Regions from separate parts of the Sus scrofa genome. Here regions 1, 2, 3 and 5 are each linked to region 4. A link is a contact called in public HiChIP or PLAC-seq data. All regions are on one chromosome and are shown on one strand. Each heading gives the region's core, a stretch centred on a gene start, on an enhancer-like site or on the middle of the called end of the contact. The rest is flanking DNA. Distances are from core to core; before and after follow the strand shown.

Region 1 (4,789 bases), core at 2,057-4,556, 640 kb before region 4:
AGAGACACTTGATAAATGACTGATTTTGCTGAGTGAATCATTATGTTTTTTTATTTTGTAGTTTAACTTTTTTTTTTCTTTTTTTGCTTTTTAGGGCTGTGCCCTTGGCATATGGAGGTACCCTGGCTAGGAGTTAAATCGGAGCTGTAGCTGCCAGGCTATGCCACAGCTGCAGCAACGCAGGATCTGAGCTGCATCTGCGGCCTACCCTGTAGCTCACAGCAATGCCTGTTCCTTGACCCACTGAGCAAGGCCAGGGATGGAACCTGCGTCTTCATGGATGCTAGTCAGATTTGTTAACCACTGAGCCACGACGGGAACTCCCTATTTTGTAGATTAATCTTTTGAGTTCAAGAACTACTATAAAGTTTAAATGGGTTAATATTTGTAAAGCACTTAAAACAGTAGCTGGTTCATAGTAAGAGCTATATAAGTGCTTATTAAATGAGCATGTAAAAAGAAATTTAAGGACTGAAACACTTTTACATTTTAACTACAAAAGCATTTTACAGACTCTTTTGTACACAATACGGACTCAATTTATCTGGACTAAATTCAACAATATTTTACAGGCTCTATGTGTTACCTAAACAGTCCTCTATGTAAGTATAAATGTAGCTCAGCACTCGCACCTGATTTACCTGGAAAAGAAGTAACCTTTTAAAAGTGGAACTGTGCTCCTGGAAAAAGCAAGTGCCTCCAATGCACACCTATAATAAGGAGCTAGCAGGCTGAATGATACAGATAATTGCACCAGTGCCACAGGTCTCTCCATTGGGTTTATTTCAGCACAGGCCAAAACCTCAAGCATATTCATATGTGGACACATGCAATGTCAGAATTAAGTATCTAATTATTTGCAGAAATAAACCCCTGTCCTTCCCATTCACCATACTATCTCCTTTTTAAGGTGTTTTCTTTTAGTTTATTCCAAAATCTCTTAAACTGTGACCTACAAATTCCTCTCTTCAAGTTGAAATCACTTTCCTTGTAGCTTCTTTTGATATAAATAGAACATTTCAGATATATAGGAAACCACAGATAATTCTCACTGTAGCTTAATGAAATTCACCTCTGAGGAAGAGCATTAGCCTCTGAAAGCAAAAAGCCTAAACAAATGGAACTAAGAACACGAAAAGTAACCTTCAAATCTTTGACAATTAAAAAAAGTCTTTTAAAAATTAGAACTTTAAATAATAGAGGATGTCTGAGAAAGGAAAGAATTTACTCTCTCACTAATTACTTGTCAGCTCTTTATATTAATTTAGCCATGTGTGGGAATGAAAGAGAAATAAAATAGCTTTTAAAGTTTTTAAACAAACTCATAGTTTAGAAGGTTGCAATAAACTTGTGATTCTGCAAAAGGAGATATGGCATGAAGAATATAAAAAGATATGGAAGCATGGAAGAAATCTAAGTAATGAGCATGTCCCATGAAGCAACTATAAAAATAGGCAATTCTTTGGATAGCATGGCAAAAATAAAAAGAATAAAATTTCAAAATATGGAAGAGAAAAATTTAAAAGGTCACAATAAAAGTAAGAAATACTAAATGAATTTTTGAGATGAAAAAGGGGAGGGCAAAAATATCGGAATGTTTGTGCTTATGAATATTTCCAAACTGGCAAAGAGTAACAGATTGTGATTTAAGAATAACCGCCCACATATATCGTTTATGGGTAGCATTTAAAGTGATGACTAGTAGTCTGTTAAGGAATGCTAGATCTGGGACAGGACTTAGCAGATACGACAGATGAAATGAAATGCTCCTATATTAAAGTTTCTGAATACCTCCAAAAGTCTTTACTACTATTATTACAATTTTTTGCCTTTTCATTTCAACTTACTCCAAAAATAAGTCGAGGGCCTTAACGAATATTTCACGTGTTTTTGCATGGAATTATGCACAGGGTCAGGCTGCCTTTTTTTTTTTTTGGTCTTTTTAGGGCCGCACCTGCGGCATATAGAGGTTCCCAGGCTAGGGATCAAATAGGAGCTGTAACCTCCGGCCTACGCCAGAAGCACAGCAACTGCCAGATTTTAGCTGCGTCTGTGACCTACACCACGGCTCACCGCAACGCCGGATCCTTAACCCACTGAGCGAGGCCAGGGATCAAACCCACAACCTCCTGGTTCCTAGCCGAATTCGTTGCCGCTGCGCCACGACGGGTATTCCCAGGGTGGCCCTAAAAAGGCAAATATTCAAGTCGAAGGGCATCATTGGTGTAAATGTTTTAAATTCTTTCGAGGAAATATGATAACAATGCAACATTATATAAAAGTAGTAGTCTTTGTTCCTAGTTAGAAGTAATTCAAAATTTTAAGTTTCTTGAAAAAGGCAGTGTTTCATGGGCAACAATCTCATGTCTACACTAACACCTAGCTGCAATCAAAAGGGAGTTCAGGAGTTCCTGCGGTGGCTCAGTCCAAAGGAATCCAACGAGTATCCATGAGGAATACTATAGTATTCACGGTCTGGCTCAGTGGTTTAAGGATCCAGCCGTGCTGTGGCTGTGGTGTAGGCCAGCGGCTACAGTTCCAATTCGACCCCTAGCCTGGGAACCTCCATATGTCTATGTCTGGATGCAGCCCTAAAAAGACAACAAAAAAAGGGAATTCCATGAGATCTGGAACATGAGTCTAAACAAATCTGGAAGACTGCAACAAATATAACCTATAAGCTCCAATCAGATAAACACAGGTCTCCAGCAGCCCAAGCAACACGCAGGGCATAGCAAGCCTTTCTGCTCTTTTGAAGCAAATGTCTGAGACTACTACGCCCAACGTCCCCTCACTCAGGTAGGCAGAAGGTGAGGGGAAGTTCCAATTCCCTGAGTCCCAAGCAGAGGACACCCTCTCCCGCTGGGAGAATGAATCTGAAGGAGAAGGTACCAGGGTCAGTGGGGCAAGATTGAGGAGACAGGAAAAGCGAGGCCGGCAATGGAGGGTACTGGATAGTTGACCGGGCGGAAGTCCAGCACCGCCCACTGCACGTGCCCGTCGCCACGCGGCCGGCTCGGAGGGAGACGCGGAAGAGCAGAGCACCGAGACAACGCGGTAAGAACCCTCCTACCGCGCCAGAGAATAACCGCAGGAGCTGCGGGGCTGATGTTACCTCCACCCATTGGGCCGCGGCGTCCCCCTCGGCGGGGCGTACTTGCAGCCGGGCATGCAAGCACTGCTGCAGGAGCGCCCGGGCCTGAGGTGTCCGGCCACTTTCAGCCATGGCTCAAGCCCGGGAGGGGATAGCCCACGGCTTCCGGCCACCCGCCGCACAGGCGGGCGGGGCGCAACCCGGCAGAGAGCAGGCCTGTTCGCCCATAGCCACGCCCCCAGAAGGGCGCGGCCTCTGCCTGGCTTTCGGTGACCCGGATGTGCGGTCTTCAAAGGCAGTGTGTACTAACCCTTGCACCGAGGCTACCCTTCTCAACGGAGGCTTTGAAAGGAGTTATAAAAGACCCAGCGGTTCTCTTCCCTACATACCTTTTAAAGAAACATTTTTTTCAGCTCAGAAAGCTCAAGTTTTCAGACGTTGAAAAATTTTAAATCTGCCTAAATCCATATTATACCCATTTTGAAGCTAGATAAATAGTTTGAGTCAATTGAATTACAAAGCAAGGGGAGATGGAATTGAAAGCTATAAATCTTTCAAAAATTTTGTTTACTGTAATTAATAAAACAATGCTACCTCCTCTGTCAGAAATGCTGTAAATCATTCTGTTTTCGCAGTTGCGGAAACGTATTGATAGGCTATGTGTATGCATATTTGGAGATCAATCTTTTAGAGAATATCATTGCTAAAAATATTCTTATATAGGAAAGTTGTGTGATAGTTAATAATTTTTAACATACTACTTAAAAAACGACAGATTCTGATGCTTATAATGATATTAAATTTTGTGATGTTTCCTGTACGTGTTAGAACGTATATAAAATTAAACAAGGGCTTGATTTTCTTTCCCACATAACGTATTCCTTAAACCTGCATCAGATTAGCATTATTTTTCTATGGGCTTAGAGGCTTTAGATGAGGAATAATAGTGTTACTCTGACTGCATTATCCAGGTCATTGATTTGGGCTCAGTTGGCACAATATGCCTATACATTCCCGTCTGTTGTTTTAAAAGATGACATCACTGACAGTGTTGCTAGCCATACAAAGTAGTGTGACCGAAGAAAATAATCCATGCATAATCAGAAGTCCTTTCTATATAGACTTGAAGCTGCCTGTTAGCTGGTTATGTTGCAGGCTGCCTTAAGCTTTTTGTAAAAACGGAAAACAAAATTTTTATCTGTTTGCTGCATTGCAGGGATTCCTACATTTGTTAACATTTGTCGGCCATGCACAGACAGCTTGCATTGTTTGCACCTTTATGTCTCTTTTCTTTTTTGCATGTTTCTGTCTCTTTAATGTTTCACTCCCAGACTCAAATTTTACAGGGTTGGCTCAGACATAGAGGCCCTTGGTCTTGACCCAGAATAAGAGAGGACTTTAATGTCCCTTTGTATATGGCGGTAGTAGATGGGGAGGTCTCTGGAAAATAGTTTATTGTTCCCAGAAATTTTTACACAGTGAAGGGACTTCAGCAAATTGGGAAACTCTTCCTACAAATAAACGGAGCCTAGTTGATAATGGTTAACCTCTCGGAAAGCACCAATTACTTTAAACCTTCCTGTTGGATGAAAATCTCCTGGAAATTACTGTAGGTAATAATTGGTTATGCCTCACTTATTCTTTGCTTCTACCTGCAGAGGGCAGTAGAGAGTAGGCACCAAAAAGAAAGTATTT
Region 2 (5,122 bases), core at 859-3,358, 860 kb before region 4:
AGAAATTAAGATTATACCAAATTTTATGTCAACATCTGGAATATTTCCTAACAATTACTTCAAAATGGCATCAAAACAAATACAGAGGCATCTGAGTTTTCACTTATCACTGGAATTCAAAATTGTAAATATAAATATAAAATAAACAGCAAAAACCAGTGTGTTTGGCATTCAAAACAGTTAATCTAATTAGGCAAGCATATAAGTGGAAACATATGGCATTAATGACCAATCTAGTTCCTTTACATTTTTGCAAATTCTACATAACCTCTGAATGAAACTGTTTAAACTCTACAAACCTCAAAGTTTGCTTCTACTATTCCAAAAAGTATGTTATATGGGTAAGGTCTAATTTATACCTGCTCCAAACTGAAATTTACAAACCAATCATTTGCTTTAACAAAGGCAGTGTCATGAATTAATACCAAGGGCAACTGGAAACATATATTCATTATAGTTTGTATTCTTTTGTTAATTTCAGGCCAATTTTTTTCATACAGAAATAACCAACCTTAAAGAAGTATTTGTATTTCCCAGTTCATAAAATATTCTGAAAATGGATCAATCACACACAAGGTTAAAATTAGTATTCCCTACTAATTCCTATTCATTCAACAAACATGTATTTGTGTCGTAACTATCATTACTGGAGTTAGTTCACCTACCAATTTTTATTTCTCAGAAAAATACAAATGCAAAACTGCAGAAACTTTTTAAAAGTTTTAAAACTCACTGAAGAAAATTCTACAGAAGCTAAAATCAGGAAATGGCTGAAAACATGTCATGTAGATGTCACTACAGCAACTCCAAAGGAAGATGATGAAGGGATGTACTTACGTTTCAAAACAACGATCCACGTTGTCAGACATCAAAAGCAGCATGCATAGCTGTTCAAGGGCTATTAGTTGCATGTCCCTTTCATCTCCCTGTCCCATCTGCAGCCATTCCAGCAATGTATCTGGATCCACATCTGCCATGGTTTTTTTTTTTTTAAAGGCTCTTTGCTTAAATTAAAAAAGTAAAAGCAAAAATTCCTCTAAATGTCCAGAAATGATCAGGGTGGGTTTAAATTTTTTTTTTCTTTTACACGGGCCAGAGCCAAATTTTCGTGGTGTCCTCCTGGAATTAGAAAAGACTCATAAGTGTGTGTGGATAGAGAGCTTAATGCAGTTTTTCAACTTTCCTTATTCCTCGGTTTAACTTCATATATCACACTAAATAAAAACCAGTTTTGAACAAGAATATAAGCTGATTAGGTTGCTGCTTAACTGGAAACCTGAGCCGTCTTTGTCAAAGACAGTTAAACAAGCTTCCTATCCCAGTACTGCTATCACTAATGTCTGTGCCAAAAGGCAAACAACACCTTACTATGAGTTCTTTTTTTTCAGCAAACGTCTTTCCCCTCCTCGACCCAAAACTGATCTTCGGATAAGGATGAGAATCAGTATTTTAAGGAGACTAAGAATTTTGATCTAATCCCTCTCCAAATTAAGTTTCTATTTTAAAATTACCTCCAATTTCATAAATTCTGCCGACTTCTCGATTTACTTACTGCTATTCTTACCATATCTAAATACAAATGATAGACACAAGATCTATCTAGGAATAAAAACTTGATTAGGAATTTTGGCTGTTTTGGCAACTGTTTTTAAAAGTTTTAAAAGAAATGCTAAAAGTAAGTACAATGGACTAACACATTACGGATCAGAATATAGGCTAATCTATGGTCCTCTTTCCCTGTCCCCATAGAGTGGGCAGTTGGTTAAAAACAACAACAGCGAAGGAAAAGCAACCACAACAGGCAAGTCATTACAAAAGCTCGTAAGTGCCGTGAAGGAGAGACGGCTTTGGGTCCCCTGCAACCCAGGTGCAGGTGTATAAACCCAGCGGCAGGTTCCAGTGGGCACCCAACGGCGGCCGTCAGCAGGGGTGACCCAACACCCTAGGCCCACTCGACCCCGCGCCGAGAGGCGCAGGCACCGCGCTCCGGTTTCCTGGCACCAAACCCGGCTAAGTTAGCTACCTGTGTCGAAAAGGAGGGGGAAGTTTTGGAGGAGGAGCAGCAAGCCTCTCTACCCTAGAGGAGGCCACCGAGGCGGGCTCGGAGATGGGTCTCCCGGGAGCGGCGCCCGGAACTCCGAGGCCCGGGGAGATGTCCCTGGCCCCGCCGGGCGGCGAAACCTTCTCAAGGACAAGGGGAGGGGGGGGGCTGCCGTAGGTTCCGGCTTGGACAAGCCGGGTCCCGCCCCGGGCAGAGCCAAGGCTGGGAAACAAAGGGGCTAAGAGGGTAAGTCAACAGCAGTGCCGCCGACCTTACCAGGGGCCGGGGTCTCGCTCCCAGCCCGCCGCCGGGCATCCCTCATCCCGGCACCAGGGCCGTTCCGACCGCCCAGGGAGTCCCCGCCTCCCCTTCCCTCAAGCTCTTACCCGGGCCTGTCCTCCCAAACCACTCCGGTCCAGCTCCAAGCAGGCCGCGGGCAGAGCCAGGCCCGGCCGCGGCCCTAGAGTTCCCAGGAAGCCGCAGGCCGCGCAGGTCGAGCCGGGCAAGCGGCACAGGAAAAGCCGCTCCTCGTCCCTCCCCTTCCTCCGCGGGGACCTGGTGACGGGGAAGCGAGAGGTTCCCCAGACCAGCGGCAGCCAGCGCACGTCCCGTCCCCGGCACGCGGCTCCTCCGGCCTTACAGCTCAGAGGCCCGCGCGGTGCTGCCGGCGGCGGCGGCGGGGGAGGCCGCGTCCATCGCGATCCGGGAGGGGGAAGGGAGGAGGGTCGGGGGAGAGCCGGGCGGGGAAGCTGCGGAGGGCAGCCGTGCGGCGCGGAGGCGGAGCAAATGGGCTCTACTGACTGCGACCTCGCCGGCCGCCACGTGGGGCGCTGCAGGTGCCGGTCGGCCAGTGGCGCAAGGGGCGCCAGCCCTGGGTGCCAGGCGGCGGGACGCGTCGCCGCCTCTCTCTGGTCTCTCTCGCACTCCGGGCCTCGGTCTCCCTCGGCCTTGTCAGCTGTCGCTTTACTATCGTACGCCCTGCACCTTCACTATGCTATCAATCGGAGCGCGCTCCCACCACCCCGCACGCGCGGCTGCACGTACGCTCAGCGTGTTTTGCACGGTGTGTACACACTTGGCGCGCTCCTGCTGACGGCACTCAGGCTGCACGTCAAACCTGCGGCCCAGGCTGTCTTTGCCTGGCGTCCTACCAGGGCGACCGTACCCGGCCAAGAACTGGTCACCCCTCCTCGAGCACCGAAAAGTGTCGCGGGAGGAGAAGCGCCTCCCTTCGGTCCTAGGAGGCAAACCGCCCGCAGTTCGTTGGAAAGAAAATCTTTCACAACTCCGGGGAAGTAAATATTGTCGAGTGTTCTCTCCATTGTACGGATGAGAGAACTGAGGCTCCCAAAAGCGTGAATTCAGGCCCAATGGCGTCCCCAGTAAGCAGCAGCACTGCGAGTGTGCTTTTGATTTTTTCCTGTGGGTTTTGGTCGCAAGAATGTCTGTAATTATTCCCTTCGGACGTTCTGTTTCACAGGCGTTGAAAACAAAATATATTTGCTTATGGTACGTACATGGAGATATTTAGGATATAATTAATTGGAAATGTGACTATAGCTTCCTTTTTTTAAAATCAAGAAATTAATGCCTTGGTTTGTGAGATAGGTAAACCCATGCCCAGACACCCACTGTACTCTCACTTTTTCATCTTTTAAACAAACATGAATATTATATGATAGTATTTGAGAAGCGTTCTTTTAAGCAGTTAGATTGGGTTCACCATATGCTTGAAGAACTAGTATTTTGGAAATTACAGATTTGCACTGAAGATATCTATAAGTACTTGTCCGACTGTGGCAGGTAAGTGTCCCTAGGTCTCCTGTTAACAGATGAAACTCAGAGAAAAGAGTAGAACATTCCAACTATCTTGTCAGAACTACAACACATGAGAATAATTATTTGTGAGCTATGAATGTGACTTAAGAGCTGCAGGAAAATCTTTAAGGAGGAGGTGGGTTCCTCTTGGACCTTGAAGAGTGGGTAGAATGTGAACACCACAAGGGAGGAGAAAGAATACAAGCAAACCCTATGTTCTGAGACACAGGAAGGAGGACCAGCACCTCAAGCAAAAAACCAGCATTAAGCAATGATAGAGAAGATAAGAGCTAAAGTGAGAAGGGTCTTATGTGGGATCCAGAATTTAGGGTGAGGTAACATGTTCTGGACTAGAACATTGACTGAAAAAGTTCTGGGCCTTAGATGTATAGGGCCAGAGTGTCCAGAATGGCTAAAAACCTAGACAAGGAGACTAACTGGGAGATTGCTAAAGTCCCCCAGTAGTGGAGGGAGGGAGGAAGAGCCCAAAGGGCCTAGTTTTTGGCGTTAAGAATGAAGAAGAGGAGTTCCCGTCGTGGCGCATTGGTTAACGAATCCGACTAGGAACCATGAGGTTGCGGGTTCGGTCCCTGCCCTTGCTCAGTGGGTTAAGGATCCGGCGTTGCCGTGAGCTGTGGTGTAGGTCGCAGACGCGGCTCGGATCCCGCGTTGCTGTGGCTCTGGCGTAGGCCGGAGACTACAGCTCCGATTGGACCCCTAGCCTGGGAACCTCCATATGCCGCGGGAGCGGCCCAAGAAATAGCAACAACAACAACAACAAAAAAAAAGACAAAAAAAAAAAAAAAAAAAAAAAAAAAAAAAAAAAAAAGAAGAATGAAGAAGAAATATATCTTTAAAATATTTTTTAAAGATATATCAGAATGTAAATGAATAACCTCAATTATTTTTATTGAAATATAGCTGATTTATAGTATGTTAGTTTCAGGTGTACAACATAATGATTTGGTTTTATATATATGTATTTTTTTTCAGATTCTTTTTCCTTATAGGTTATTACAGAATATTGAAGTGTTAGAAGAGTGGAAGGAGATTATGTATGCAAAGAACCTAGGCCAGTAGTTTTCAACCTTAGCTGCACATTAGAGTCACTTGGAGAACCTTTTTTTTTTTTTTTTTAATAGACTTTTTTTTTAAGAGTAGTTTAGGCTCACAGCAAAGTTAAGGCGAAAGTACAGAGAATACCCATATATCTCCTGTGCATGTACAAGCACAACTGTTAAAATCCCCTACCTGAGTAGTACA
Region 3 (4,918 bases), core at 2,304-4,803, 680 kb before region 4:
CTGTGGTGTAGGCTGGTGACTACAGCTCCAATTAGACCCTTAGCCTGGGAACCTCCATATGCTGCAGGTGCGATCCTAAAAAAAAAAAATCACTGTATTTGCTGTTTTTGCAATCTGCCACCAAGGACTGCCTAATTTACCTGCTTTAAAATCCCCTCCTTTTCCCCCCTTCTAATTGTTTAAATGGCTCTCACACCCTGGTTAGCCTTCAGATTCACCCTTGCTCTTAGACCCTTGTCAGTATCCGCAGATTCAACCTTAATTTGCACTATGCTCTTCCTCACTGCTCCCACTTCTGATTTTCAAAGTATCTTATCATGTATCTAGCCTAGAATTTAGCCACATTTCTGACATTCTTGGAGCCCTATCTGAGGGTTTTCTTAGCAAACATTGCTTCTTAGCAAACCCTGCCAGATGCCTAACTAGGCTAACTTTGCAAATGTAGCTCCCTGGAATAACTGCATTATTCCTCTTTTCTGGCATCTTGGACCACCTGAGTAATACAGTTAACATACCATCTATTATCTCTAACCCCTCAGCCAGTCTGGGGCAGCACTTCATAATCAAACTGATTGATATTTGTGTAGCAAAAGGTAAATACAGTCACATAACGTAGGATAAATAACAACTACAAATAGCTTCACATCAGCTCAGGTCATATTTTGCTGCCAAATGAGTTAAGAAAAAAGCCTCTTGGACTCTGTAAGATTAAAGGATTTTTAGGAGTTCCCGTTGTGCATTTCAATGGATAATTTCAATTTTCTGGTAATTTTTCTTCCATAAAAAAACATACTGAATAAATGAAGTATTATTTTGCACACATACAGAAACATACATGTATTCAACACATGGAAACCTATAAGCACAATAGAAAAGACATAGATACTGTTATATATCCATAGAGAAGCAGACTCTAGGAAATAACCATCAAAAACACATACATAAAATATCTTATTTAGTTTAGTTAGAACCATACCATTGTTTTAAAATTAGCAAAAGCAGGAGTTCCTATCGTGGGTCAAAGGCTAATGAAACTGACTAGCAACCATGAGGACACGGGTTCAATCCCTGGCCTCATTCGGTGTGTTAAGAATCCGGAGTGGCGGTGAGCTGTAGTGTAGGTTGCAGATGCGGCTTGGATCCCGGGTTGCTGTGGCTGTGGTGAAGGCCGGCGCTACAGCTCCGATTAGATCCCTAGCCTGGGAACCTCCATATGCTGCGGGTGCAGCCCTAAAAAGGAAAAAACAAAACAAAAAACCTGAACCTATTTCCTCCCACAAAAGACTTAGTGATTAAGAGTTTAGTCCAGGGCCAGCAAATTTTTCTGTAAAGGACCAAAGAGCAAATACTTTAGGCTATGTGGGCCACAGAGTATCTACCACAACTACTCCTAAACAATACATAAACAGCCATAAACAGATATCAAATGTGGCTGTGTTCCAGTAAAAGTTTTATCTATAAATACCTGCAGCAGGCTGGATTTGACCCATGGCCTGTCAATTGCTGACCCCTAGTGTAATCCAAAGAATTTAACACTACAACTAGATAAAGGATACAATTAAGTGATACAAACAAGTCTCCAGTAGTTCCTAGGGCAGAAGTTAATTCTTTTCTTAAGTGAAATTTAATAACCATTTCAGCAATCTCCTTAAAATGCAGAAGTGCTTTTATGTAAGAGGACTAAGGTCCCACTAAAGGGCTGTTCAAACCCATCAACTATACTATGGATAATTTAACAGAAGATTCAATAATGCAGACATCATTAAACCAGTTAAATAGGATCGGAAATAAAATAATTTTAGAATATGAAGGGACCTAAACAAATCCAGAGTTTAATCTTTTGCTTTTTTCAAAAGCTAATTAAGAAAAAGTCATAAAAGGTCATAGACTGTCTCAATCTTTTCTGTTTCCTCTTTTGGTGGCACTGGCTGCATGGGGAAGTTCCCTCGGTAGGGATCAAACTTGCGCCACAGCAGTGACCCCAGCCGCTGCAATGACAATGCCGGCTCCTTAATGTGCTGCAACCACAGCGGGAACTCCGCCTCCTTTTTCAAATAAAGGTGAATGGAAGAAAGGAAGATAGGTGAACTGCCTAAAGACAAAAGTTCTTAAAGAATGCATTCCTTAAAGAATGCATTATTTATGCATTTTAAAAAAAATTTAAGATTCTGTGGATTATGTATTTTCTGTTACTAAACTCAGACACAATGATAAACAAAAAGGGAAAAGTGACCTAAAAACTATAAACAGTAGTAGAGGAGCTTAAGATAGAATTCAACTCTTCCAATACTATAGCCATCTATATAAAACTTTTTTCAACAGTCATTATTCTTATGCTATAAAAACTGTCTGCTTACCCATTTCATTAAAGGAAAAAAAAAAAAAAAACTACGGTGTTAAGATGTAAGACAAATCTCGGGTTCAATGATGTTTGGAAAACGAAACAGGACAATTCTCCTCTCACCATCCATTTAATGCCAACCACTAAGGACACTTCTACTTTCCTTACACTTTAATCTTGCCAGAGTATTTCTATGAAAGTTCTACACCGTACTTACGGACCTTTTCCCCTTTTGAACCTCTTCTCTAGGCTGGAAGTTCCTTAAGGGCTCTGAGTGAGCCTGCACATAAAAGGTGCCGAATACTTGCTGAATAAATAAATGCACACAAAAAAATGTACGACTTTTAGTGAAGGAGCTCAAATCATTTAACAACTATTATACGACTTGACAGTTACAAAAATCATCTTAACTTGCCAGAGATATACGTTACTGCAACTAGTAAATACCATAAAGGGCTTTATAAAGTTTCCAAAGACTTTATAATTCCTTGAAATGACGCTGTGCTGGCCGAGTAGGGTACGAAGAAATGTTTCATCATACTAAGCAAGTGCTAACCTAGCAAAGGCTTGCTTTCCTTCAGAGAAGGGCTGGATTAGTCCTTCTCCACTCTCTACGCCATATCCACTCTCCACTGCTCCTGGAAACCTGCCTGCAGAATCGCCCGCGGGCGCTCAGAAAACCTCGCCCGGAGCTCGGGTATGGGCCCCCGCTCCCGGCCAACCCAGACACGGCGGGCGCCGCCAGGGCGGGTCCCGGGAGCGGCGCGCCGGCGGGGCGGGCTCGGACCTTCCGACCTTCCCCGCACGCCCGGGGGCACCCGGCGGCCAGAGTCCACGCCTACCTGTTGTGCTCGGATGAAACCAGACTTTCCCGGAGCTCAGACCGACCGACAGACTGCATTGGCCATTCGGTCGTCCGGGCGCCCCAGTTCAACCCCTCCTCGGAGAGCTCCGGCTCTTTCGTCCAGGACCCCTAATTCCTCGACCCGTTCCTGCTCTGAGTCCCCCCTTCCTCCACCTCTTGGCTGTCGCGAACACCACGGAGCAACCCCACCCCCGCCCAAGAAGCTCAACTCACGGTGCAGGCCCCGGTGCGTGGTGCCTCCCAGCCGGCAGGTTGCCTGGACACCGCCCCCTCTCGCCAGGATCCGCCTCCACTTCGGGGATTCCCGACTGGTCGCCCCGGGTCCCCCACAACTCAGCGCCCGTCCCAGCCCCGCCACGTTATCTGTTCCACAGCGCAGCAGGGCAGCACTGGGACTCGCCAGCGGCGGCGACGGCGAGACAGCAGGCGGGACGGGCGCGCGCGGGGCGGGGCAGGAAAGCCTGGAGCCTTGAGGGCGGCGGGAGCAGGCGATTGGGAGCGCGCCCCGCACAGCGCCGCCGACCCCAGGCCCCGCCTGCGGGCCGCCGAGCCATCGAGCGCCCACTCTGGCAGGCGTAACTGCTCCACCGCCGAAAGAGCGATGACGGAGACGGTGTCCTACTTTGAGGCAACGGCTGGCTTTGCAGCCCTGAGAGTTCGGCCACACCCATTTTTGTTTGCTTTTAAAGCCAGACCCAATCCTTGGAGGCAGCCTTGGGGCAGCTGAGGTCTAAGGCACAACTGGAGCCTAGGGAAATTCAGGCAGAGATTTCCGTGGGTGTAGATGGTGGAAGGGACCCTAGAGAGAGCTTTGTACTCCTAAAAGTCTGGGGCCTGTCATGAAGCCACTTGCTCAAGGTCACACACACAGTCAACAGCAGAATTGGGACTAATAGCCTCTTGACCCCAAGTCAACTGCATTTTTCCAGTATACTCAGCGTTTTTAATGTAATTTTTCAATTTCTATTTTGAAACAAGTGCAAGCTTACAAAAAATGTTGGAAGTATAATACAAAGAACATTTTTCTCCTGAACTATATGAGATATAAGTTGCTGACATGATGTCACATAGTCCCTAAATACTTTAGTCTGTATATCTCACTAATAAGCATTCACTCCTACATAATCCTAATATAACTATCAGAATCAAAATGTGTGATATATTACATTTTGCCAATTTCCTCAATAATGCTAAGAGGAAAGGATTCAATGCAGAATCAAGTATTTATTTGTCTGAGTTCTGGTCGTTGCTCAGTGGTTAACGAATCCAACTAGGAACCATGAGGTTGCGGGTTTGACCCTGGTCTCACTCAGTGAGTTAAGGATCCTGTGCTACAGTGAGCTCTGGTGTAGGTCGCAGATGCGGCTCGGATCTGGTGTTGCTGTGGCTGTGGTGTAGGCCAGCAGCTGTAGCTCCAATTGGACCCCTAGCCTGGGAACCTCCATATGCCGTGGGTGTGGCCCTAGAAAAGGCAAAAAAAGATTTAAAAAAAAAAGTATTTATTTGTCATGTATCTTTAGTCACCTTCAATCTGGCACACTTCCTCAGTCTTTCCTCGACTTTCATATCCTTGACACTTTTGAAGATTCCTGGCCAATTATTTTACAGTTGGCCTTCACTTTGCATCTATCTGATGTTTACTCATGGTTAGATTCAAGGGTAGGTATCTCTGACAGCACTCTCACAGAAACAATGCTCTGTCCTTCTCATTG
Region 4 (4,603 bases), core at 644-3,143:
TCGCCGCACCCAGCATGCTCCGCGGACCGAGCGCCTCAGCAGGAGGACCCACCGCCCGCACCTAGAGCCCCGGACGCGGCCCTTTACCCAAGGTGCCTCGGGCGCTCATTTGCATGGCCCACAGACATGTGAAGCCGACAGATCGCCGCGGTCTAGCGATCGTGGCACCAAACGTGCGAGCTTCGTGAGTGGGTCCGCGACGTCAAATATCTCTAAATGTCCCGCGGTCGCCGGGAAGAGGCGCAGCTTGGTCACCGTAAGTGTGATAGCAGAGATATCGCCGTGCCTTATATAGCCTGTGGACAGAGGCTGAATCGTGCTCGCTTCGGCAGCACATATACTAAAATTGGAACGATACAGAGAAGATTAGCATGGCCCCTGCGCAAGGATGACACGCAAATTCGTGAAGCGTTCCATATTTTGCGCCCTGCCCCCTTTGCTGGGGAGAGGTGGGGTTTTGAGATTAGTTTAAGAGACCTGCTCTCCTTTTGCGCCTTGAGGACTCTGGCGAGACTCTTCCACCGCAGTCTAGCTCGACTGCTACCCTGGCATTTCCATGGCCCACCGGTCATGTTTCTATAAGTTACTTGGGTAATCGTAGTGTCTGTAGTCGAATGCTTGTTTTCATTGGTTAAAAAAATCTGCTTTTGGTTTGGGTAATGAACTTTCAAATTTCCTGTGACGGAATCCACCCGATTTAGGTAAAGAGGCATTTTGAGTGCCCCTTAGAAGCCAAATAAGAACAGGCCCACAAGATCTGTCTCAGACTACGGAAAGCAGATACGAATGAGCTTGCTGCGTCAGTTTTTAACTGAATCTGGAGCTCTAGGATCCACATGCACTGGCCAGCGTTGATCTGATCCGATAACAGTCGCTGCTTTGGTCCAGCTCACAATCTGAGCGAGAATTTACGCACTCTAGTCCAACACGACCAAGGAATGTAACAAAGTAGGTCCCAGAAATGTGCGCTAATGTTCTTTACTTCCTTTAGCAGGATTCAGTAACTTAGCGATAATTCAGTAATTTAATAATTTAGAAATGATTTGTTGAGGACTCATCCAGTAATTCATGTCAGGCAGTCTTGAACAAGAGGCGAACCCACTTGGGTCTCTTGCTTTTGTATGGTTGGAGGAGATAAGACCATGAATAAGTCGATTTCAGAACTTTTAAGTTCTATGAAAGGGATGCAAGTTGATATTTCCCTCATTTCCGAGATGTGAAAAGAAGGCATATTTGGACATAAATTTCCATGTGCAACTCAGCTTCATTCTCATTTAATAAATTGCCTCATATGAATATTTTTATAGTGAAAATAAATCACAATTTCAGTATTGAGTGCCAGACGTTTTGCTTTTGACTCACGGTGTTTCCTTTGGACATTAATTTCCAGATGTAACTCAGCTTCATTCTCATTTCATAGATTGCATTATACGAACACTTTTATACTGAAAATAAATCACAATTTCAGGACTGAGTGCCAGACGTGCTTTTGGAGCTTTCAAAAGGCTAAGGCTGTTTAGACCGCGCAAAATATGGAACGCTTCACGAATTTGCGTGTCATCCTTGCGCAGGGGCCATGCTAATCTTCTCTGTATCGTTCCAATTTTAGTATATGTGCTGCCGAAGCGAGCACGATTCAGCCTCTGTCCACAGGCTATATAAGGCACGGCGATATCTCTGCTATCACACTTACGGTGACCAAGCTGCGCCTCTTCCCGGCGACCGCGGGACATTTAGAGATATTTGACGTCGCGGACCCACTCACGAAGCTCGCACGTTTGGTGCCACGATCGCTAGACCGCGGCGATCTGTCGGCTTCACATGTCTGTGGGCCATGCAAATGAGCGCCCGAGGCACCTTGGGTAAAGGGCCGCGTCCGGGGCTCTAGGTGCGGGCGGTGGGTCCTCCTGCTGAGGCGCTCGGTCCGCGGAGCATGCTGGGTGCGGCGAGCGCGGCTGACGGCTCTGGGCTCTGCGCCCTCGAGGATCGGGCGAGCGAGCGGAGCGCGAGCTGTCTGTCGGCGAGGCGGCAGCGGTATAAAGCGGGCCGCCTCACTCACTTCGTTTCTCACTTAAACTTCCTTTGATGAGAATTTGGGGGAAAAAAAAGTAATCACCCAGCCATTACACATCTAGAAAAGTTAAGGTAATTCTTGAATATTCCATAATATGCACTCTGTGGGTTCTGTAAGGCTCTGTAAGGTTTGCGGAGGGAGGAACTGCATACAGCCAAGTAAGTAAAGCAAGAGAGGCTTCTGAAACGTATGGGCTGAGCTCAGGATGGCCTCAGCAGCGACCGTGAGGCTTTCGGCTTATAAAGGCCTGGTGGCAGGAAGAAGGGGCGGGGATGTGGCAAAGGACTTTATTTCAGACTTGACTTAGTTGAAGTCAAATGAGTGAATGCAACCATTCTGTCAAGGACAGGGATTGACGTTAGCAGGAAATAAGTCATCCCTGGTCAGCCGCTTTTCTTTCGTTCTTGTCCAGTGTTGCTCAATCGCAAGAGTCACATCTGCCAACACCCTAGGAACCTATCACGTTCAAATTTCCTTGATTGTTTGAAAGATGCCTTTTATTGTTGGTTTGTTATAGAGATCTAGACTGGTTTGTGTCTTCACTGCTATGAGGCTCTTAGAAAGCCACTTAATGGAGGTCTCTAAACCCCACCTCCCTCACAGTCAAGGTTCTGTCTTTCCACATTGTATTTGGTTGCTGAGCCTCTTAAGTCTCAATTCCCTTAACGCCTCCCTCCCCACCCTCTTTCTCTTTATGCTATTGATTTATTGGGGAAACCAGATATTTGCACCGGGGAACGTCACGATTCTTGCTTTTGGCTCATTTATGACTGATGATCTCGTTTCTCTATCCACCATGTTTCTTGAAAATTTATAGTTAAATGTAAAGTATAATTAGACCCTTCTCAATTTTTTTTATTTTTGGTTAAGGCGTATACTTTCTATGGCATCTCAATGCAGGTAATATCTGGCTGAACCAGTGGGTTCAGGCGAGGTCAGCAGCCTGACCCCTCCATTATAAAGTTTCCCTGTACATCTTTCACTTAGTGATTTTAGAATATACTGATGGATCTTTTGGCCAGGTAGAGGGTCTGGGTCTCTGTTTGTTGGTTTGTTTTTAACCCTTGGATCATGGAGCTTTAAGGATGTAAACCCAAGGCCCTTGGTGTCCAAGTTCTGTACCCCAAGGAAGAAAATTGAGAGAGAAACACCAGAAAAAGAAATGAAGGAAGACTGTCTGATTTCCTTTGAGTTTCTGGATCATTCAATCCTTTCCATAGTTTAGTTACATGAGCTAACAAATTCCCTTTCTTAGGCTAGATTGGAGCCCAGTTTCTGTGTCCTCACTAGTATGAGGCTGTTATGGAGCCACTTAATTGGTCTCTAGGCCTCACCTCCCTCACTCATTAGGCTCTCCTTTAGCTATACTTTTTTTTTTTTTTTTTTTAATGTATAATCAGTTGGATAAGAAAAATAGCTCCACCCACCCTCATCACTATTGAATTCAGCCTGTTTCTTTTCTGGATATTTTCTGAAAGGCTGTACATTTATTGAAACCCTTATCCAGGAGGACAATTGCCAGAAGTATTTAACATTTTGGATTTCCTTATTCTGTTCTCTCCTTTCTGTTACACGGTTGTTTTTTTTTTTGTTTTTTTTCTTTCTCCCGAGTCTCTATGTTCCCTTAGATTTTTCTTCCTGTTTCTTTTTTCCTGGTCCTGGCTCCCTGAGTACATTTACCCAGTTCACCTTATACCTTTGTAATTACTCTCATGTTTTCACTCCACACATTTGCAGCATTGAAACACTGTTGGCTTCTGCCAAACTAGAAAATATTTAAGGTCTCATATTTAGATTTTGATGAAACCAATTCTTGCTCTTATCAACAGTTAAGTGAGATTAAGTCTCCAATCACTTTTTTAGGGGGCGATGTACTTTAACACATTTTTTGCAAGTTGTATAGCAAAGTTTTGAGGTTGGTGGCTTTTTAGATAATCTTTTGTATCTTAAGATTTCAGGAGTCTCAGTAGGCATTTTTAACAACTTGACTTTAGGAAAGTTTGATTTAAAGGATTTTTCTCGGCTAATTGATTTTTTAACAACAAAAAACTGAGTTTTAGAGTTTTTTGGTTTTGCTTTTGTTTTTTTAATTTCACCGTCACACCTGTGGCATATGGAAATTCCCTGGTTCAAGCCACAGCTGCAGCAATACTGAATCCTTTAACCCACTGTTCCAGCTGGGGGATCAAACTGGCACCTCCTCAGTGATCTGAGCTGCTGCAGTCAGATTCTTAACTCACTGTGTCACAGAAGGAACTCTGAGTTTTAGTTTTATGTTCTGGAATGTTTGGACTCTATTACCAATAAATGTCATAATAATTGTAACTACTTTCATTACCAGTGGAATAAAACAATCACCTGTGTTTTCATAGTGCTATCTAAAACTATGGTGCCTCTTACAATCAGTGACGTTTTAGACCAAAAAAGGTGGAAAATCCCATTTCTCAGAAAAGGAAACTTAGGCTAAGTGTGTAGTGATTTCCCCAGGCAGTAGTGGTACCGGTCCTATCATCTTCTGAGACCAAATTC
Region 5 (5,216 bases), core at 165-2,664, 570 kb before region 4:
ATAAAATAAGAAAGTAATATAAAGCAGTAAGCTAAGAATGCCATACCTAGTGTAAGATAAAGAAAGTTGAATGAAGTAATATGCTTGTTAGTCTGGGGGAAAAAAGCAAGGAATTGAATTTTTTTTGGAGCTTAATAAGTTGAATGTACTTTGCTGGTAATATGTCATTTAATTCTTACAGTAGTCTTTTAGGTTGTTATGTTATACCTGTATTAATGCTAAGGATATTAAAGATCAGATTAAAACAAAATAACTGAGTGATTATACAACTAAATTTGTAAATATAAGAAGCAAATAAATAAAAATTAAACTCAGAAAATATTATGGAAAATATGTTAGAGTAAATCACCCTATACCCTAAATGATTCTTTTGCTGAGTCTGGATTCCTGTATCAGCTTTCCAGCTTTCTCTCTCCTAAAGTGATTTCCTTCACTCTCATCTACTTTGTTTTTTTAATTAATTTTTTATATTACTCAATGAATTTATTACATTTATAGTTGTACAGTGATCATCACAACCCAATTTAATAGCATTTCTATCCCAAAGCCCCAGTGCATCCTCCCACCCCCCAGCCTCTTTCTTTTGGAAACTGTAAGTTTTCAAAGTCTGTGAGTCATTGTCTGTTCTGCAAAGAAGTTCATTGTGTCCTTTTTTCAGATTCCACATGTTAAGTGATAGCATTTGATGTTTGTGTCTCATTGTCTGACTGACTTCAATTAGCATGATCATTTCTAGACTGAGACTGATCCATGTTGCTAAAAATGCCATTATTTCGTTCCTTGTAATGGCTGAGTAATATTCCATTGTGTACATGTACACATCATCTACTTTGAATGTGGAGATATGTACTTGCTTTTACCAGGATGAATCCCACCTCCTTCCTCAAGCTTTGTCTCACTTAAGTTGCTTCTTGAATGAAATTTGCTTCATTACTCCCGCTTTCTGATGCAGCTAAACCTTTTTTGAGCTTAGCAAAGAACCCAGACTTTTCTTTCAGGGATTTACCAGCCACACATCACGAAGTATCAACACAAAGCAGACTATTATTGTAGACCACTCGGGGGAAAAATATAAAATCCTTAGCAGTGGGAGTACTTAAGTGACTATATGCTCCGCTGTGAGAATGCCTGGAGTCATTTTTAACCTTCACCATTTCCTTCTTCTCAGTTGTGTCAGTTTTCTAAACTTTGATAATCTGCTTTCCTCTCTATGAAAAGAGGATCCTAGTAAGTCTCCTACCTACCTACTCCTAAACTTATGTAAGGACCAAATTAGAGGTATGTGAAAATGCTTCCCAACCATTTGGTAAAACGCTGTAAAAGGTTTGCGCGGCTACAGGGGCGTAGTTGTGTTCCCAGGCTAAAGAAACTCAACGCTAGTCGCTAGGGGAAGAAAAGCGTTGTCGTGTGACGTCATCACCCAGCGCCAACCGCGACGATTTCCGGGTTGGGCTCAGGGCTGCATTCCGCGCCATGGGGGCTTGGCAGCGTTTGCTGCTCTGTGGTGGGGTGTCGTTTCGGAGTGGCTGCGGGGCCTTTGCCCCGCGTGGGGGAAGCCGAGTGTTGGTGTGTCGGCGCCAGGTCCGTGGTGCTGCGGCGCAGGGGGAGGCGGGAGGGTCGGAGATGCCGGTCGGCAGGTACTCTGTAATTGCCTCTTATCTAGGACTCGCTTTGGTCCTTCGTGGGCCCCTGCCCACTTGGCAGCTGAGTGAGACTGCAGTTATCTGGACGTACCCACATGACAGGGAAGCTCCTAGTAGGACCAGGCTAAGACATAGAGGGGCATGAAATAGTTGGTTGAAATATGGATGTGTGACATTTACGTCCTTTTTTAGTGTTGGTTTATTTAGAAAATAGGTTAAAAGAGGGGGAGAACACGTGGATTTAACTCCTTGAAGAGGCAATTTATTTACTTCCCATTTTTAACGTCAGCATATCCTGGCAAATAAATTTCAACTTAGTGTGACTGCAATTGTGATCGATAACAATAGGTAAATGACACTAAAGTCTTCCTAGTGGAGATGAGCAGAATTAGAAAAGAAAGCCCTCTTAGTCACAAATTATGAATTGTTTTTACTTTTATAGGGTGATAATGAAGATGGCTTATTTTAAAACTTTTTTTTTCTTCTTAAGTTATCTGGCGGTGAAAGTGAAACCCTAAAAGAGAGAAGAACACAAATCATGACCCGAGGACTTCCAAAGCAGAAACCAATAGAAGGTGTTAAACAAGTTATAGTTGTGGCTTCTGGAAAGGGTGGAGTTGGGAAGTCTACTACGGCAGGTATTATAGGATATTAATTCTCATCTTGAGTATGATTTGATGCCAATTGGCAAGTGCACAATATTAACATTATAGTTTTGTTTTTAAAAAAGTATTTGTGAAGTTCTTAATAGCCGGTTCCTTAGTATGAGGAGTTGGTAGTATTTAGGAACTCAGATTTTGGAGTTAGACAAAACTAGGTGTATCACCCGGTCTTTGACTCCTTAACTGAGGAAAAGGTGGTCAGGCTGCCCATCAGATCTTCAGTTTACTTAATTGTAAAATGGCAATGATGTTAATCTTTTTCATAAGGTGGTTATGCAAATTAAACAAGCTAACCGTTTAACCCAGTGTCTTCTACATAGTAAGTACTCAGTATTTGGTTGCCCTTATTTTTAAAACATTCAGCCTAATACTAAATTTATTTCTGTTATTTGATGTTCTTTTCCAGTCTTTCTCAGTATACATGTACCTAAGTAGCTGTGATGAGATTGTTTACATTATTGGGACCTTTTTTCATTTAACCATAATTTTCAGCATTATAAAGTCAACGATGATCTAATATTTGAAAATATTTTACTTATTTAAAGTATCTTTTAATCTTTATCTCTTTTATATTAATATACAGAAACAGACAATTTTTGGTGGCTTCTTAAAATTGATTATAGATTTCATGGTGACTAACGTGCTGCTTTCAGTACCCGCAAAAGAAGTATCACCAGAAATAGAAGTGTTACCATCCAAGACTAATAACTAATAACCAGATACTCCCAATTTTTTTCAAAAGAAACTTTTTATTTCTAAAAAAACTCAGTGTAATAATGTAGAAGGGCAACTCCCCTCCTCACAGTTCAGCTCAACAATGGCAACTTGTATGGTTAATTTGGAGTCATAAAGCTCTCATATTTTATTGTGGCCTCATTTTAAATGTTAAGTCATGGAGTTCTCGTGGTGCAGCAGGTTAAGGACAGGACATTGTCACTGAAGTAGCAAGGGTCAATGCTGTGGTGTGGGTTGGATCCCTGGCCCAGGAACTTCCACATGCCATGGATGCGGCAAAAAAAAAAATAAATTTTTTTTTCAGTCATATTAATCGGAATGTCTACTAAATCAGATCTTATCCAGCCTATCCTTTTTTTTTGTGGTTTATTTTAAAAAATAATTATCCTTATTATGTTTCATTTTGTTAGTTTTGGCATAGATCTGGACTGTTAAGATCTCTTAGGTATTTATATATTTATGTATTTATTTTTGGCTTTTGACTGCAATTTCTGCATTTTTTTTCTTTTTTTGCCACCCCAAGGCACATGGGGTTCCTGGGCCAGGGAGCTACACAGAAGTTGCAGCAATGTCAGATCCTTAACCCACTGTGCGAGGCTGGGGCTCGAACCTACCTCTAGTGCTTCAGAGACACTGCCGATCCAATTACACCACAGCGGAACCTCCTCTGCTTTTTTTTTTTTTTTTTTTTAAATTGAGGGGTAGGTGATGTACAGTGTTATTTAGGTTTCAGGTGCACTACGATACAGTGAGTCACAATTTTTGAAGGTTATATCCCATTTATACTTATAAAATATCGAGTCTATTTCTTGTGTTGCACAGTATGTCCTTATAGCTTAGTTATTTTATTTTTTATTTTAATTTTTTGCTTTTTAGGGCCACACCCACAGCATATGGAAGTTCCCAGGCTAGGAGTTGAATTGGAGCTGCCACTGAAGGCCTACGCCACAGCCACAGCAACACCACATCCAAGCCACGTCTGCGACCTACACCACAACTCATGGCAACGCCAGGTCAAACCCTCATCCTCATGGATCCTAGTTGGGATCGTTAACCTAACCGATGAGCCATGGAGGGAACTCCCTAGCTTAGTTATTTTATGCATGGTAGTTTATACCTCTTAATTCCCTATCCTGTCTTGCCCCTCCCCACTAAGATCTTAAAAATTCTTTTTTTCTCAGATATTAACCTAAAGTTGGGTCATGTATGTACCTTAATATTCTTTAGTTCCATCGAAACCAATGACATTTTGAAATAAGGAAGGGCTAGGTCCAGAGTTCTGTGACTTTTCCCTAGAGATCTTGTGTCTTGACTCAAAGGTATATTTGGTAATGCCTGGGTACAGCAGTTTTATAGTTGTCCAACAAGCTCCAAATCCAACTATATAGTGTTATTAGCTCATTTTTTCCCCCCATTTTGACCTGAATGTTACTGTGGAAGAGTTTTTCAGATGTTTTGAAGAAATTAAGATTTACCAAGTATTGTAATTATGATAGACCTCTAACACACTATTTGATAGATCCAGTATAATCAAAAATGATTAGTGATTGTTCTTAATGAATTTGTACTATATCCTACACATTTTTACTTTCCTTCCTAAGGACTTATAATTCATCTGTTTGATATATATATTTTTTAATTTAGAAGCTCTTAGCTTTTGGTTCTAGAACTCTGTTAGTATTATATTTATTTCTCTTATAGGAATCTACCTCTGCTTTTTTTTTTTTTTTTTGTCTTTTTTTGTCTTTTGTTGTTGTTGTTGCTATTTCTTGGGCTGCTCCCGCGGCATATGGAGGTTCCCAGGCTAGGGGTTGAATCGAAGCTGTAGCCACCGGCTTACGCCAGAGCCACAGCAACGTGGGATCCGAGCCGCGTCTGCAGCCTACACCACAGGTCACGGCAATGCCGGATCGTTAACCCACTGAGCAAGGGCAGGGACCAAACCCGCGACCTCATGGTTCCTAGTCGATTCGTTAACCACTGCGCCACGACGGGAACTCCTTTTTTTTTTTTTCACCTCTTCTTTTGTTTTGAAAATTCAAAGTACATTTACCTTTTTTTCATTGTATGAGTCCTTTTGCATGATCTGTGATTACTCAGAATGATTAAAGATGAATGGTATTTTCATGATAATGGTCATAAATTCTTTGGGTTTTGTGCAATATAATTTGTTGGG

Evidence for each region. HiChIP or PLAC-seq counts read pairs in DNA pulled down with a chosen protein or histone mark.
Region 1: an H3K27ac HiChIP or PLAC-seq map of alveolar macrophages shows a contact between it and region 4. The contact joins the promoter of DTD2 here to the promoter of AKAP6 in region 4. A contact is called at or near these places in 4 of 5 promoter capture datasets (fetal liver, fetal skeletal muscle, liver and 1 more), 2 of 47 Hi-C or Micro-C datasets (both in liver) and 2 of 2 datasets of contacts at active chromatin or transcription factors (alveolar macrophages and skeletal muscle).
Region 2: a contact with region 4 is called in an H3K27ac HiChIP or PLAC-seq map of alveolar macrophages. The contact joins the promoter of LOC110261745 here to the promoter of AKAP6 in region 4. A contact is called at or near these places in 1 of 5 promoter capture datasets (liver), 3 of 47 Hi-C or Micro-C datasets (blood and skeletal muscle) and 2 of 2 datasets of contacts at active chromatin or transcription factors (alveolar macrophages and skeletal muscle).
Region 3: a contact with region 4 is called in an H3K27ac HiChIP or PLAC-seq map of alveolar macrophages. The contact joins the promoter of HEATR5A here to the promoter of AKAP6 in region 4. A contact is called at or near these places in 2 of 2 datasets of contacts at active chromatin or transcription factors (alveolar macrophages and skeletal muscle).
Region 5: an H3K27ac HiChIP or PLAC-seq map of alveolar macrophages shows a contact between it and region 4. The contact joins the promoter of NUBPL here to the promoter of AKAP6 in region 4. A contact is called at or near these places in 3 of 5 promoter capture datasets (fetal liver, fetal skeletal muscle and liver), 2 of 47 Hi-C or Micro-C datasets (heart right ventricle and liver) and 2 of 2 datasets of contacts at active chromatin or transcription factors (alveolar macrophages and skeletal muscle).

The regions. Positions count from the first base shown.
Region 1 is chr7:68,104,679-68,109,467 of Sscrofa11.1, reverse strand. It overlaps DTD2 (probable D-tyrosyl-tRNA(Tyr) deacylase 2), which reads right to left and starts at 3,306. Exons shown (of 3, transcript XM_013978134.2): 1 at 3,074-3,306. The coding sequence starts at 3,226. It overlaps LOC102164814 (a long non-coding RNA gene), which reads left to right and starts at 2,893. Exons shown (of 4, transcript XR_304522.3): 1 at 2,893-3,057.
Region 2 is chr7:68,316,131-68,321,252 of Sscrofa11.1, reverse strand. It overlaps LOC110261745, which reads left to right and starts at 2,108. Exons shown (of 3, transcript XM_021100055.1): 1 at 2,108-2,161; 2 at 2,219-3,550. The coding sequence starts at 2,108. The coding sequence ends at 3,340. It overlaps HECTD1 (E3 ubiquitin-protein ligase HECTD1), which reads right to left and starts at 3,086. Exons shown (of 41, transcript XM_021099884.1): 1 at 2,428-3,086; 2 at 838-1,119. The coding sequence starts at 977.
Region 3 is chr7:68,142,232-68,147,149 of Sscrofa11.1, reverse strand. It overlaps HEATR5A (HEAT repeat-containing protein 5A), which reads right to left and starts at 3,553. Exons shown (of 38, transcript XM_021099894.1): 1 at 3,420-3,553.
Region 4 is chr7:67,459,437-67,464,039 of Sscrofa11.1, reverse strand. It overlaps AKAP6 (A-kinase anchor protein 6), which reads left to right and starts at 1,893. Exons shown (of 16, transcript XM_021099874.1): 1 at 1,893-2,145.
Region 5 is chr7:68,024,759-68,029,974 of Sscrofa11.1, reverse strand. NUBPL (iron-sulfur protein NUBPL) reads left to right here and starts at 1,414. Exons shown (of 10, transcript XM_013978129.2): 1 at 1,414-1,581; 2 at 2,134-2,281. The coding sequence starts at 1,474.